Linked DNA regions of Pan troglodytes: region 1 is linked to region 2. The links are chromatin contacts, called in public HiChIP or PLAC-seq maps. All regions are on one chromosome and are shown on one strand. The core of a region is the stretch at or near the end of the contact, and the rest is flanking DNA. Distances in the headings are between cores, read along the strand shown.

The links. HiChIP or PLAC-seq counts read pairs in DNA pulled down with a chosen protein or histone mark.
Region 1: a contact with region 2 is called in an H3K4me3 HiChIP or PLAC-seq map of stem cell-derived excitatory neurons, with 2.2 times the contacts expected there. The contact joins the promoter of FDXR here to the promoter of RAB37 in region 2. A contact is called at or near these places in 2 of 7 Hi-C or Micro-C datasets (induced pluripotent stem cells and stem cell-derived neural progenitor cells) and 1 of 1 datasets of contacts at active chromatin or transcription factors (stem cell-derived excitatory neurons).

Annotation. Positions count from the first base shown.
Region 1 is chr19:87,865,820-87,868,519 of NHGRI_mPanTro3-v2.0_pri, reverse strand. FDXR (ferredoxin reductase) reads left to right here and starts at 1,440. Exons shown (of 12, transcript XM_016932895.4): 1 at 1,440-1,790; 2 at 2,523-2,620. The coding sequence starts at 1,712.
Region 2 is chr19:87,662,120-87,665,050 of NHGRI_mPanTro3-v2.0_pri, reverse strand. RAB37 (RAB37, member RAS oncogene family) reads right to left here and starts at 1,286. Exons shown (of 9, transcript XM_016932905.4): 1 at 759-1,286. The coding sequence starts at 830.

The sequences.
Region 1 (2,700 bases), core at 191-2,690, 200 kb before region 2:
GGAGTTCGAGACCAGCCTGGGTGACATGGCAAAACCCCATCTCCACAAAAAATGCAAAAATGAACCGGGCGTGGTGGCAGGCACCTGTGGTCCCAGCTACTCCGGAGGCTGAGGCCTGAGGCTCGCTTGAGCCAAGCCAGGAAGCAGAGGTTGCAGTGAGCCGAGATGGCACCACTGCACTCCAGCCTGGGTGACAGAGCAGGACCCTGTCTCAAAAAACGAAATCAAAACCAAAAACAAAAACCCCAAAACCTCCAAAAAAACAAAAACAGTAAAAGCCATTCTTGTTGGTCATCCAAAACATGCTGGTGGACAGTATTTGGCCTGCAAGCTATAGTTTGCCTACTCCTGGTCTAGTGGGACAGGCATAAAACACAGTGACCTATTAGAAAGCAGAACAGCATTTTCTTACCAGTGGGAGGGAGGGGAAGTGACCAGTAAGGGCACAGAGGACTCCTGGGATACTGGCCATGTTTTATTTCTTGATCTGGGTGGTGGTTATATGGTTACACCTTGTGATATATTGTCAAGTTGTACACTTATGATTTGTGCACTTTTCTGTATGTTATTATTGAATTTAAAATCTCATTAAAAACGACAACCAGTGTAGTAAGTCATGATGGGATAAGGTCAGATGCTGTGGAATGAGAGGCCTTTAACTCCTTGGAACTTGGGAGGGGACGGGTCAGAGAAAAGGCTTCTCCAAGGAAGTAATATTTGACAAGAGGGCCCATGGGGAAAAGGAAGAGGGGTTAGGCTTATTGGGTCAGCTGTGACTACGGATCCTGTCCTTATTTTAAAAAACATTTTGATCATAGACTTTTTGCATTACTTTTGACCTTTTAAAACGTTGCAGTATTATATTTATCTTGATTACTGAGTGTTTTGGAGCCCCCTTAAATTCTGAACCCGAGGGGAGTACCTCAACTCTGGTCCTGGCTCGGCTGCACGGGGGTCGGACGCTCTGTCCTTAGTACCATACGTAAGCCACTGTCCCGCCCCGCTTTTCTTCACCTATGTAATGGGAAAGGAGGTGAGGTGGGACGAGCTTTCCAGGGTTTAATATTCTCCCTGGCCCGGCAAAGACGGGGATTTGAGAGGTTACATCGCCACAACACCCGGGGTCGAAGAAGGAGGCTGCTGGGCTCCGGGCAGGAGCTTCCTTGCCCCAGACTTCCGCACTCTGGTTATTTCCCAACGGCGGGAAGGCTCACTTGGAGCCGGACTCGTGATTGGCTGGGACGAAGTCACGCGGGAGGATTCGCTATCAAATGGCAAGGGCGTCTGCGTCATCAGCGAGCGACGAGAGCCTCCCGAGAGGGGCGCGGCTAAGTAAAATAAGCTCCTTTCTAAGTGGCTGTTTCCTTGGGGAGGGACTGAAACAGCGATGGGGATTCGCTCTCTTCCAACTCTAGGCTTCCGGGATTTGGAGGGAAGGTGAGGCTTGGGGAGAAATGTATTAAATCGCGTATACCCCGGATGCTCCGAGGGGCGGGGCTTCGACGGTGGGGCGTAGTTAAGGGCGGGTCTCTCTTTTGGGGGCGGGATTCTCTCGGGAGTCGGGGTGGAGCCGCAAGGCTCCGCTTTCCCGGAGCGCGGGGGGCGGGGTTTGGGGCGGGGCCTCGCTTGTGGGCGGGCCCGGGCAGGAGCGGGCTTGCCCTGCGGAGCAGTAGCCAGGAACAGATCCACTTGCAGGTTGCTGTTCCCAGCCATGGCTTCGCGCTGCTGGCGCTGGTGGGGCTGGTCGGCGAGGCCTCGGACCCGGCTGCCTCCCGCCGGGAGCACCCCAAGTAGGAGCAGGGCGCCTTTGGGGCTGGATGGGAGCGCGGGGTGGCCTGCGAGCGCTGAGTAGGGGTCGGAGCAGAGCTGGGGCAGGGCTGGAGAAGGGTGAGACTGAAGGGGTGTCTTCCTGCTGGCGAGATCCCGGTGGTGTACGGGGGTGGGCGGAGATCTGTGCGTGAGATGTGAGGCTTCTAGGGTTAGAGACGGAGGTCAACAAAGGTGAAAAGGAGAGACTTTGAGATCCACAGGTGTGAGACGGGGTGAATGGAGGATGATACGGAGGTCTATGGGGCGAGAGGGAAGTCTGAGTCGAAACAGGGATCTGTAGGAATAAGACGGGTCTATATGGGCAATATAGCGTTTTGTGGAGAGAGAGAGGGGTTAGAGGAGGACACCGTGGGGAGACCCACGGGGGCGAGATTGGGATGATATGGAGGCCGTTGGAAGGATGTGGGATTCTAGCCGATTGGATAGGGAATGAAGTGTTGTTGGGCAGGCCATTGGCAGTGGTGTAGTAGGTTCATGGGTGAGATGTGAGGCTCTGGATGAACCCACAGCCTTTGGGGGTTCAGATGAAGTAAGAGACCCTGCAAATGCCAAAGCCTTGAGGAACAAGAGAAGGAGGATGCAGGTGAGGGTGAAGCTTGGGAAGTTCCAGCTTCTGTTGGATATTCAGGTTGGTTTGGGACTGGGGAGAGAAGTTAATTTTGACCTTTTCCTTCTCCTCTGCCTGGCCCCAGGCTTCCGCCACCATTTCTCCACACAGGAGAAGACCCCCCAGATCTGTGTGGTGGGCAGTGGCCCAGCTGGCTTCTACACTGCCCAACACCTGCTAAAGGTAAGCCACTTACTCATAGTCCATCATTCACCTGCTGCTCCAGTCCTAAGGGCAAGCCTCACCCGCTTTGGGTTTTAAGA
Region 2 (2,931 bases), core at 37-2,536:
TAAGGGCTGGAGCAGGAAGGCATGGCAAAGTCAGAGAAAGGGAAGGTGAGCCATAATAACTTCTTATGGCAAATATAATGCTTTGATTATTTCAGAGTGATGGATTTTGAATTAAAACTGTTATCCTGAGAGAGGCTACTATTTTTCCCAACAACTGTCTTAGGGGGAGACCTGCATTACTGAAAACTGAGTTGCATAAGAAACTTGAGTGAAGGAAGCAATGGATATGTTAGTGCTTTGAAATAAGCAAATGCTTACAGGGGCTGTGAGGGAGTCATGGCTGGAGGGAAGCTTTCTGGAGCCATGAGGGAGTCTGATTTGAAAACAGCAGTTCATCTCTGCTGCAGACCATTTATCTAATTTCAGACAAATTGGCCAGAAATTTAGGTATTTGGCCACTGCTAGCAGACGTAACAGGGAGAAATGCAGTCTCCTACAAGGGTTAGGAGAGCAAGGTGCCAGGGGTCACCCAGGGGCATAAATAGGCAAGGAGAAGGAGGGGGTGAAAAAGGAACACAGATGATGTAAGTGAATGAATGAAGCTTCTGACCATCTGAGCCTCTGGCGGCAGCCCTTCCCCAAGAGCTCACACATCTCTATTTTGAGCAGGAAACAGGATCAGACAGAAAGGGCTCCCCAGACTCACAGATACAAGCTAGTTTCTCATTAAGTCCCAAAGCAAAGTCAGGGGAGTGGAGAAAACTCCTGGTGCTGGCGCCTCTTCCAACGTTAGGTTGAGGAATACAGGAGATGTTTACCTTATGCAGGACGTGGTCGTTGAAGTCAGGGCCAGCTCCTCCCTGGTAGGAATCGGGTCTCTGCGGGTCCATGCCAGGCTTGGAGCTCGCCGCTCCGGCTCTCCCTGCGCTCTGCGTCAGCGCTTCCCGGAGCTCGGTTCGAGCTCCGCTGGGTGTGGCAGCCTCGGGTCTGAGCCCTGCGGGCCGGGCCGCATCCGTTTTCAGCACTGGACAGTTCCCCGCAGCGGCCGCGGCGCGGTACCAGGCGGGCAGGCGGCCACGTTCTTCCAGGACTGAGCGTTTCAGCACCAGGAACAGCGACTCCGCCGTTGTGCGCCCGGGACCAGAGTTCTGAGATCCTGTCCGCTCCAATCCCTGCCTCTTAGGACTCCAGGATGCTGGCAGGGACGCAAGATTTGGGTCCGGCTGGTGATCCCTGCGTATTTCATTCAGCTACCGGACTCCGGAGGCTCAGCACCCGGCTGCGTTCTCAGGGCATTGCGGTCCCGGGAGCTCACCGTTCCTGATCCCGAGCGAACGGGCATCTCCGTCACCACGCAGCTCAGCGCAGCACAGCTCTCCTCACACGTTTGCAGAGGCGAAGTCCTGCGGCGCTGGCGGCGCTTCTGTTTTTGTCCCTGGACAATTCTCTCCAGGATGTATGAGATAAATAGAGCTTCTAAGTCTGAGGTCGACAGTAGATGGGTCTTAAGTGTCCCCAAAGTCCCTGAAATATGCAAAATTCTGTTTACCTGCGTTTTCCTAGGGAGAAGGTCCAGGGCTTTGATCACATTCTCTCCAGCACACATGACCGCAAGAAGTTAAGGACAATGGGCTCAGGAGAGGCAGATGGTGGTTTGGTTAGGAGCACAGGCTCCAGGATTCAAATCTCGATTCTGAAAATTATTAGTCGTGCAAACTCGGGCAAATTAATCTCTCCTAAGTGTCCACAAAATGGAGATAATATTATAATAGTACCTGCCTCATGGTTTTGTTCTGAGTATTTAATGAGTTAATTCATGTAAAAAGCCTAGAACAGTGCCCAGCGTGTACTAAGAACTCAATAAATGTGAGCTACTATGCTCTCCTGGCAGGGGATGAAGAGCTCTGGCTACTTCTCCTATACATCAGGGGAGTCCTGCTGCTGCGACCTTTGATTGGCAAAATTGCATCATCACATGGAATATGAGAGCGTGAGGCTGACCACCATGGGAACTGGAGGCTGAGACTGTGGCCTCTGGGATTATTATCAGATTACTAAGGACAAGTCCTAGTACCAGCCACAGGCCCTTGGAGTCAATATCAACATGGAAGGAAAGAGCCAGGCTTAGGGTTAAAAGAGTGCGTTTTACTGCTGGGTTTCACTCCTTTTTGGCTGAGTTGTGTGAGCCAGATCACTCGTGTTCCCTGGGATTACTTATGTTTTCTCATCTGCAAAATAGGTAGAGTAATCTATGCCCACTTTATTGGGTTTGGGGGAAGAGTGAGACAATGTATATGAAAAGTCTTTATTTTCTTTTAAATTGTAAAGCAAATTTCATTTATAAGGTGTTATTATTGCTGGAATCACTATACTGTAGATACTCAATGAACATTGATTAAATGAACAAAGCTAGGGAACCAATGTGTTTGTTTTATGAGATTCTCACTGGGCTGATTTTTTTTGTTTTTGTTTTTTTTTGTTTGTTTGTTTGTTTTCAGCCTGTGACAAATGCATAACATCCAATGGTTGGGGTTCTTAATGTGAGGTGGATAAATGGATGTTAGGGGAACTTTGCAACATTGATAACATTACACAAAATTTTGCTTCTGTGACTTTTTCTGGGGGAGAGGCAATCTCCAGAAGAAGAAATGAATCCCATAGATTTTATTAAGTTCTCAAAGTTGTCTATACTCAAAAAAAGTACAGAATGGATAGCTTAGACTCGCTCATCTTAACTTTCTCCTGAGCTTCCTCACCAACCCTGACTATTATAGATAAGAAGATTCTAGAGGCTTTGCCTGGAACCTCACATTCCTTGGAAGGGTCACTCCTCAGGGTCTTGTTTGGAGTTCTGAAGCTTCAGAAACATGATTCTGTTTGTTCAGGTTTATAGAGCAAATAGCAGAGGATCTGAACCAATCCAGAATTGATGATGGAAGACTTTCATGAGAAATGATGTTTAAGCTGAGATCTGAAGGAAAAGTGGGCATT